Linked DNA regions of Sus scrofa: region 1 is linked to region 2. The links are chromatin contacts, called in public Hi-C maps. All regions are on one chromosome and are shown on one strand. Each heading gives the region's core, a stretch centred on a gene start, on an enhancer-like site or on the middle of the called end of the contact. The rest is flanking DNA. Distances are from core to core; before and after follow the strand shown. Region 1 has its middle 60 kb from the start of THBS1. Region 2 holds the start of THBS1 (thrombospondin 1).

The links. Hi-C and Micro-C count contacts between places; a contact is called where the count stands out from the background.
Region 1: a contact with region 2 is called in a Hi-C map of embryonic fibroblasts, with 2.5 times the contacts expected there. The contact joins the enhancer-like site here to the promoter of THBS1 in region 2. A contact is called at or near these places in 1 of 5 promoter capture datasets (skeletal muscle) and 6 of 47 Hi-C or Micro-C datasets (adipocytes, blood, embryonic fibroblasts and 1 more).

The regions. Positions count from the first base shown.
Region 1 is chr1:131,803,929-131,808,736 of Sscrofa11.1, reverse strand. No RefSeq gene overlaps it. Among named protein-coding and RNA genes, the nearest start is that of THBS1, 60 kb to the right of the region's middle. Within about 2 kb of position 1,251, at least 8 of the 83 cell types and tissues checked have an H3K27ac peak or open chromatin away from gene starts, as enhancers often do.
Region 2 is chr1:131,744,147-131,748,863 of Sscrofa11.1, reverse strand. It overlaps THBS1 (thrombospondin 1), which reads left to right and starts at 2,766. Exons shown (of 22, transcript NM_001244536.1): 1 at 2,766-2,917; 2 at 3,530-3,624; 3 at 3,884-4,443. The coding sequence starts at 3,558.

The sequences.
Region 1 (4,808 bases), core at 2-2,501, 61 kb before region 2:
CTCATGACTCTCAGATCTATAGCCCCAGGCAAGCTGTCTCTCCTATGACTGAGGTCCTGCATTTTCTTAGCTAGTTCATCTCCAGGACATGCCTCATTTTCTTCACTGGATCATGAGGTCCTCAGAGATGAGGGCCCTGCCTCATTCACCAGCATGTATCCATCCTTCAAGGCTTGCACCATAGGAGGCATTTCCTTTATCTTTTACTATAAGGCATGAATAAGTGAGTGATTGAATAAATGGATTCAGTGAATGTCTGTTGAATGAATAACAAATTAAGGCGAGACGAGAAAAAGACCTTCAGTAGGAGTAGCCACGTGTGGCTCTGTCCTCTCACCTAGAAAAGAATGTGCTGGAGAAAAGCCCATGGAATGCTGTATTCCATAAGCTGAAACAGATGTGCTGAGAAACTGGCACGGTCAAGTATGTTGGACAAACACGAGATTTTTAAAATTTCCAGCAGGACTCTTTGATCCTCTAATATGCTAATGTACAGTTCAAGTGTCCAAAAGAATACACTTTGCAGCATTTGTTAAATGTGTTTGAGTATATTTCTATCTCGGTTTGTGTACTGAATGTAAACCAGCTGTGCTGCAGACTGAGATTCTGCGGATAATTAAATGGGAAAAACCATGCTCTGGACCCTCAGATCTTTGACTAGTCACTGCATATGAGAATATAATTTTTTTTTCTTTTTTGGCCACCCCAAGGCATATGGGGTCCCCAGGTCAGGGATCAGATCGAAGCTGCGGTTGAGACCTACGCTGCAACTGCAGCAGATCCTTAACCCACTGTGCTGGGCCAGGGATCGAACCTGTGTCCCAGTGCTCCCAAGATGCCACCAGCTGTTGTGCCACAGTGGGAGCTCCTAAGAATATAATTTTAAAGATGACTTCAACCCAGTGGTAGTATTGGGAACACAGGATCTTTTCTAAGAACCACTCAGCAGGTCATGTAGACCACTTAGAATCTAAAGAGACTTTGGGCTTGGCCTGGAATGGACCACACCCCAGAGGGTTAGGGAGGAGGCGTGGATATGCTTCGGGGTCACACGGGTTCTCTATCAATCAGACCACCCCGTTACCCCACTTGCTATGTTGAACACTGCTTCTGCCCTGCCCTCCCCACCCCGCCCCCACCCCGCCCTGAGCAGAGTGACGTTTCAGTCATGAAGCCCACACACACTGGCTCTCCACTGCTGTTCCTCTCTGGGGCCTCAGGGTGGGGGCCACTCCTCACGCCACAGCAGCTGCAGGAAACACTGAGTGACATCACCTCCTGCTAAGCCAAGAAGCCTCCACAAGGTCAGGCCTGGAGCAGCCATCTTAACACAGAACACACACAAATAACCTACCTCTTTCCGCCCTGGGGAATGAGCCCCCAGCTCCAGGGAGCCCGGCTCTACATATGTGCCAGGTGATGTCAGGATTGGTGTCCTGGCTAGTCTGACCCTCCACAGGTGCTTCATTCACGGGCCACCACCCAGTCTCTAGCAGAGGGTGGCATGGGACATGGATGTCCAGCTCCAGACTTTCCCTCACGCTAAGCTACAAGGCCTTCAGGGGAAAGACTCACCCATTTTCTTGGATGGGGTTCTGGGGATGCTGGCCAATCAGAATGGGATAAATATGGGAGTAGGGTGGAGATAGAGAAGGGCTTCTCTAGAGACTTCTCTACAAATAAAATTTCCTGGCAGTTGCCTCTCTCCCTTCTATCCTTGTTATCCTTTGGGTCACGGAAAATCCTACACTGCTGGTCACATATAGGGATATGGTGGAAGATGTAAAGGCAAGCTGACTGGCTCGTGGAAAGGTAAGAATTGCTCTAGACAGTAAGAGAGACATTCCTGAAATGATCTGGACATCCTGACACCTAACGAGGGCTTCACTATTCCCTACCCTGTTTTTCCACAGCCAAGAGGCAAAGAGAGTTTGAAATCAGATTGTATTTTAGTTCCATGGAAAGAGAGCTTTTCTGTGGTTGTTTGCGTTCAGCTGCTGACAGAGTCGGCCCTGCCTTTGCATCACAGATAGGAAATGGACATGGCTAAAATCAACTTATTTCTTTGAACCCCTCAAAAGAAAAGGTTGTAATAGGAGGTCAATGTTTCAATTCCCCGTAACTTTCTCATCTGAATCTTCTAAGGGCTAAAGCCTTTTCTATGTCAGGAGGTATGTGTTTATCTGCCTGATGAGAGGGGCTCCCAGGGACTCAACAGGGATACCATGGAAAGAGGTCCCCTTCAAAGGAAGAAGTCCCTTTAGAACTTGGATATTCACATCAAATCTACTGACTGATGCTGATGGAGGGGGCTTGTCAAGGAAAGGCAGGAGATAGGAAGACGGGAAGGGAGAGGAAAAAAAGTAAAGTGGAGAGAGGAAAAGGAGGAAAGGGAAGGAAGAAAACTGAGTCTAGTCAGGAGCCCACTGGATTTTATAAATCAGTCACAGAAATACTGAAACCTGGCTCTTCCGAAAATGAAAGAGGCTTCCCTGCTTTTCCTGTGAGTGAGGCCCTGGCCCAGCCAGCCTCCAGACTGAGGAGAGCTGGGTGGCCATCTGAGCTACAGTCTGCAATCCTGATGGTCTGCATGGCAGGGGCTGCACTCCAAGCATGGCTGCTCTGAGGGGCCCCTGGAGGGCCTGCTGCTGCTGGTCAGGCATAGTCCTCAGAAAGCTGGGTCACTGCACGATTATTCCCTTCAGAATTCCATGAGCAGTCCTCACAAGAATGGCGGGGGGCAGGGTGGGTGGACCAAAGGTTTGAATCTAGACTCCAAAAACAATATGCCAGCAATTTATTTTTCCTCACTTTCTTTGGGAAACCGCAGAGGAAAGTCACCTCCTAGTAAAGGTTCCTGCATGTGAGGGACCCAATCCCTTCGTGGCTCCCCAGGCCTGTGCCAGGCAAACAAAACCCATGCCTAAGCTTGGACCCAAACAAAAGAATCATCCCTACCTGACGTCAATAGCCGCTCAGTGGGAAGAGCCAGACTAAGAACAGAAATGCCTCATCCTCAGCCCATGTGGGGCCAGCATTGTGTCCATCTGTCACCAGCTACCCTGCGACACACCATCCCTAAGCTAGTTCAGCCCACAGCCTTCTCTCCTGCAGGCTCCAGCCTTCCCCTACACTTTTGTCACCCCCAGGCAGAACAAAACAGCTCCATTCCTGGGAACTCGTCCAGTTGCTGACTTGAGAGGGTACTTGAGCAGCCGTTGTTGCAACAGACTAAAGCATGGGCCTTGGAGTCAGACAGCCTGGATACAAATCCCAGCTCTGTACTTACTGGCTGATGACCTTGGCAAAGTCACTTAACCTCTCTGAGACTCAGTCTTCCCATGCCTGAAGTAGTGATAACAATAACAGGGCCGTTACATGGAAGTTAAATTGGGTCACCTCTTTGAGAGCAGAGTCTGTTTTATCTAACAATGTTTAGCACTGAGTAAATGTTTATTGAATACATACAAAATGCTTTCCACAGTATTTAGCTGTGTTTAGTGTTTAGAAGGCTGCCATAAGTGGATAGGATTATCTTCCTTATCATTATTTTCTACCTCTCCTCACATGGAGGAGCTTATTTTGGCCACTGTATCAGTCGGGCCCTGGCAGGAAACAGTGCGTTCCAGTTGAGGAGAGTTTCATGAAGGAAGCATCTGGAAGAGTGGGGTCAGGGATAAGGGAACCAGTAGGGAATAGTTAAATACTTCGGAACCAGCAGCGACAGAAAGATGCCACCTGCGCTAAACCTGAAGGGCTCTGATACCAGAACCCTGAGAGAGAGCCGTAGCTGAGAGGACAGCTCCAGAGGCACTAATTTATTGAGTGGAGGAGTAGTGCACGCAGCAGCAGGAGAAAGAAAGCCCCATCCATTTTCTCCTGCCACCGTATGATCTCCTGATGATGCCTCTCAGTGGCCAAACCCATTGCTCCCTGATGAGGTCCACAGAGATCAGTCACCCAGGACGCGTGCAGAGGGTGGGACTGGGTGGGGGTACAAAAGAGAAGACCCAGGACAGCCAGGAAACATCCAAAGGGTGTATGCTCAGGTCCAACTTTCCTAATCTGCAAAGGTTCTTCAGCAGATTTATACCACAAAAGACAAGATCTTCTCCAAAAATCTGAGGCCAGCAGGAGACTTTGAGATTTCACCTTGTGTTTCTTCCTGTCACGGGACTCTAAACATCTGGAGCCCAGCTGTTCCATGCAGTAGATTCCACAACTTATCATGTGTTTGCTGCCCTTCCTCATACTATAAATTTCTATGTGGAAAATCCAGCAATAAATATATGCACTTACTGTGCTCTGGGGGAAGAAAAGGTGAATCTGGACGTGAATGACCTACAGATAATTTTTTAATGTTTGCAATATCCAGGTAATGTTTTAAATAAAAATTATTTTCATTAATACATGTCATATTTAAAATCTATTCATATTTGCATATAATGGGTGGGGTTTTCATCCTCCCATCCACTTCTGTGCTCTACTTTATACTGCATTGTAAAAAGATTTAAATATATCCTAGACTTGAAGAACTAAATTAGTTCACTTTTCATTTTCTGATATATCTGTGGCAGGGGATAAGCTGTGTGAGTGATCAGAAGCCAGCTCTGTAGAGACCACCTGGTCCTTGAAAGCCAGGATCATTCACTTTCCAAATACTGTGCTGTTAGGCGGGTGGATGTCCTGCTAACTGGTATCCAACCCCACTACACAATAGCTGCTAGGAGGCCCAACGTCTTTAATGGACCTGGAACACAGTGCTGACAACTGAACGCACCCAAGGTGAAGGACTGGCTTCATCTGTT
Region 2 (4,717 bases), core at 1,517-4,016:
ATTACAAAGATATGATACATACAGACAGTGAACTACTACTCAGCCATAAAAACAAATAATGCCATTTGCAGCAACATGGATACAATTAGAGATTTTCATACAAAGTGAAGTAAGTCAGAAAGAGAAAGACAAATACCATATGATATCACTTAAATCTGGAATCTAAAATATGGCACAAATGAACCTATCTATAGAATGGAAACAGACTCACAGACAGAGAACAGACTTGTGGTTGCCAAGGGAGAGGGGGAGAGAGTGGGACGGACAGGGAGTTTGGGGTTAGTAGATGCAAACTACTACATTTAGAATGGATAGACAATGAGGTTCTACTATGTAGCACAGGGAACTATATCCAATCTCTTTGAATAAAATATGATGGAAAATAGCATGAGAAAAAGAATATATGTATATGATATGACTGGGACACTACACTGAAGAGCAGAAATTGACACACTGTAAATCAACTACACCCTAATAAAAATAAAATTTAAAAAAAGAAAAAAGAAAAACAGGAGTACCATGACTTGGGCCGGGCCTTTGTGTTGGAGATAAGTAACTCCTATACATCTGTCAGCATTCTCTGACAAGAAAGCTCTTCCCTGCCACTCATCCGGTCACCTTCCTATTTGTAAGACTTGTAAAAGGTTACATTTCTTCTCCTTGTTTTGTGAGAAGAAGCCAAGTTCCAAGAAAACGCCAAGGGATTCCTACAGTCCCTTGGTCCCAGAAGTGGCTAGCCTGAAGGGCATTCCAGTTGCTCTATCCATGAAACTAAGACTCAGGAGATGAGCGTTTTATAAAAGGAGAGAGCAGTATCCTGCTCTTGTGGGCCCCGTGTGGCCCTCAAGCCCTCCACTCATCTGTATAAAATTGGCAAGTGGGCCAGAGGAACAGGGGGCCATCGGCTGCCCATCCTCTGAAAACTGTTCCTAAGTACCTGATACTATGAGCAGCAAGTAGGAAAAAAAAAAGTCACCTTTCAAGACGCAAACAGGATTTTAGGGAAGGTAAAGGGAGGGAGAGGGACGGGTATGGCTGCTGACTCGGGAATCTTCAGATCTGTTTGGCTGAATCATTACCTATGACTTCCCCTGCAGGAATCTGATTTGACTAATCATCCGACGAAGACTTCTTTCTCCCTCCCAGCATGTGAAATTCATTTGACTGTTAGGTTAAGTTATTACTTCAGCAACAAACAAACAAGAGTTTTGGGAACATACTTGTCATCTTCTAGAGGTGCTTGCTGTATATTGAGTAACTAAAAAACACTCTGTCCCCCACATGGCCCTTGTCACACAACACTCCCACACAAGAAAAGTGAAACTGCTGTTTGACGAATGTAAACTCTTGGGTGTTTCCAGCCCGTTAGGAGTCCAGCCAGGTGTGAGTGCTAAGGAGGGAAGTGAACCCCAGGGCTTTCCCTGGCTTGTGGCTGAGATCCTTATTTGGTGAAGTTACTACCTGTTCCCTGGGTCTGGGGGCCAGCCTCATGTGCTGGATCACAGCAGGGGAAGTGTGGCTGCTGACGTCCCAGCCCAAGAGATGAATGGAATTCCAAGCAGCTGGAGTCATGCTGGCTTGGGACCGGTGGCTTGGACACTAGATTTCCAATGACAGAAGCATGCAGCGGCAGCGCTCATGGCAATTGGTGCACCCACAGAAATGTAACCCACATCTCGGTTTCGGGAGCCGAAAAAATGAAAAGAACTTTGGGGTTGAAAAAAAAAGGGGGAAATAAAATGATAGGCAGAGGGTAATTTATGACTCTATGGGTCTGTTCTGTAAATAGTTCAAGACCCTGGAGCCAGATGGTGCTGCAAACCCTCCAAGCAGGAGTCACGTTAAGAAGCACGAGTGGGCACAAAAACTGTTTTTCAAGACACAATTTCAATTTTGGCTTGAGAGAAGTGGTAAAGAGCAAGTTTCCTTAACATTCCTGACTGAAAAGAAGCCATTTGCTCGCGTCCCCTAGATCAGAATTCGCATACCGCCCCCAAGCGGCCCGCTGTGGAAGCGCCGCAGCACTTGTGAGAAGAGACTTTTCTTCGCGGGAACTCGAGCGGCAAGCAGCTGCAGAAACGCTGCCCCGACGCGCGGTGGGAAGGCGAGCCCCATCCGTGGCCTGCTGGCCGGTGCGATACCGCACTCACGTCCCTCGAGGGGCAGGCAGGAGACAGAGTGGGAGGAGGGCAGGAGCGCGGCGCGAAGCTGACCGCGTGGTCCGCAAGTACCCAAGATGGATGGACAAGGGTCAACAAATACCCAACTCTTTCAAAGACTGGTCCCCTCTTGGTCCCATTTACCATGTCGGGCTTATTTTTTTCCATAAAATGGGCTCGATATCCAACAAGTGTCCACCCTTAGCCATCGCACAGGCATTCAAGGGAACAGGTTCCCCAACCCCCCGCTTGGGATCTCGGGTGGGTGGCCAGAGCCTCGTCCGCCCGGTATGAGCACACTGAGGACATCGGCCCGAGCGGCGCCACAGCCAAAGTGCTGAGTCCGTGAGCGCCAAGGCCGCGTGGGCGGGCACCTATTTTTCTGAGAAGTTCCAGTGCTTCTCGGCCCCGACACCCACCGCCCCCCTTCACCTTCTAACTGGAAAGTTGTGCGCCAGGCAGCGGGGGGCGGAGAGAGGAACCCAGACTGGCCCCCCTCCCGCTTCCTGCCCGGCCGCATCCTATTGGCTAGAGGAAACCCCAGGAATGTGAGCGCCCCTTTAAAAACCCGCGGCTCCGCCGCCTCACCAGCCACTGCACCCGGGCCGGCCGGCAAGCGCACTCCCCGGCGAATCTCCCTGCGCAGCCTCTGATACCGCGGCCTCCCGGGCGCACCGCTCTCCCCGCGCCTCTCCAGCGTTCCTCCGGTCGCTGTGTCCTTGCTTCCAGTCCCAGCTGCTGCACCCGTTTCCACACAGGTAAGGAGTCCCTGGGCGGCCGCCGAGGTCCAGTTCTGCCCTGGCCATACACCTGAAGCTACAGACTTTAGCTCCTGGCAGACCCCGGATCTCACACTTTTTGCCTTCCCCATCCTGAACCTCTCAGCCGCTGGAGGACTCTTCTCACGAAGAGCTTCAGAGCGATCTTCTCCAGCCTTGGGATTCAAAACCCAAATCGCCAGGGACACCCCAAGATTTTGTTCTTTTCCTCAAGTCCTTCCTAAACCTTTCTAAAAGTCCTCTAGAAAAATCTCTGCACCTTCATGCTGTCCCAGCTCCCCAAACTACATCTCCTGGTCCTGCTACTTACCTCACCTTCCCAAGGAAAAGCCCCCCCCGCCGCCCCCGGCTGCCTGTTATTGGTCTTGCCCCTACCACCACCTGAAAACCACAGTCTCCTCCCCTCAACTCCCTCATTTTCTTCCTTATGCTTTCTCCAGAGTCAATACTGTTGCCCCTCATTCCACCAAATGTGGGGGCCACGGGGCGGGGGGGCGTGTCCCTGAGGCTCTGGCCCCATGCCCAGCCAGTTTTGCTCACCCTCATTGATGGGCGGCCTCTGACCTGGGTTCTCTGTGCTTCCTGCTGCAGGCTCTCTGTTGGGCACAAACGCTCCACCATGGGGCTGGCCTGGGGACTCAGTGTCCTGTTTCTGTTGCATGTGTGTGGCTCCAACCGCATTCCAGGTAAGTCTGTATGATACCTTTTGAGGGGGGAGGGAAGAGGAGAAGGGAGGTCTGGTTACCCCAGGTGTGCCTCTTCCCGAGCCCTGGCTGAACCTCAGGATGCAGGTTCCCTCTGACCTGGTGTTGATTAAGCCCTTTCAGTGGCTGCAGGGAGTTTTCACCCCTGTCTTTCTGCCCCACCGGCCAGAGCTGAACCCCTACCTCCACCGCCCCCACCTAGAGGGCCCTGCTCACAGTGCTTCCTCCTCTTGTCTAACAGAGTCTGGGGGAGACAACAGCGTCTTTGACATCTTTGAACTCACCGGGGCTGCCCGAAAGGGCTCTGGGCGCCGACTAGTGAAGGGTCCTGACCCTTCCAGCCCAGCTTTCCGCATTGAGGATGCCAACCTGATCCCCCCTGTCCCTGATGACAAGTTCCAAGACCTAGTGGATGCTGTGCGAGCAGAGAAAGGTTTCCTCCTCCTGGCCTCCCTGAGGCAAATGAAGAAGACCCGGGGCACGCTGCTGGCCGTGGAGCGGAAAGACCATTCTGGCCAGGTCTTCAGCGTGGTCTCCAACGGCAAGGCGGGCACCCTGGACCTGAGCCTGACCGTGCAGGGGAAGCAGCAGGTGGTGTCAGTGGAGGAAGCCCTCCTGGCCACTGGTCAGTGGAAGAGCATCACCCTATTTGTGCAGGAGGACAGGGCCCAGCTGTACATCGACTGCGAGAAGATGGAGAATGCCGAGCTGGACGTTCCCATCCAAAGCATCTTCACCAGGGACCTGGCCAGCATCGCCAATCTCCGCATCGCAAAAGGAGGTGTCAATGACAATTTTCAGGTGAGGCTTCTTCCATTCCTGGTCCACAGGGCCGACTGCTAGGTAGCTGACTTGCCGAGAGGGCGGTGACAGGAGAGACCAGGGTTCCAGTAACAGGAAATACTGCCTGTGTGCACTAAAGCAGTGGTTCCCACTGTAGGTAGGGATGGGACCTAATAATTTGCATTTCTAACAAGTTCCAGGGTGAGGCTGGTATTGGTGTTCTGGGGACCAGACTTTGAAAACCACTGATGGAAACAAGAAACGGTTTTCCTCTAACAGCCTGTTCAAATCT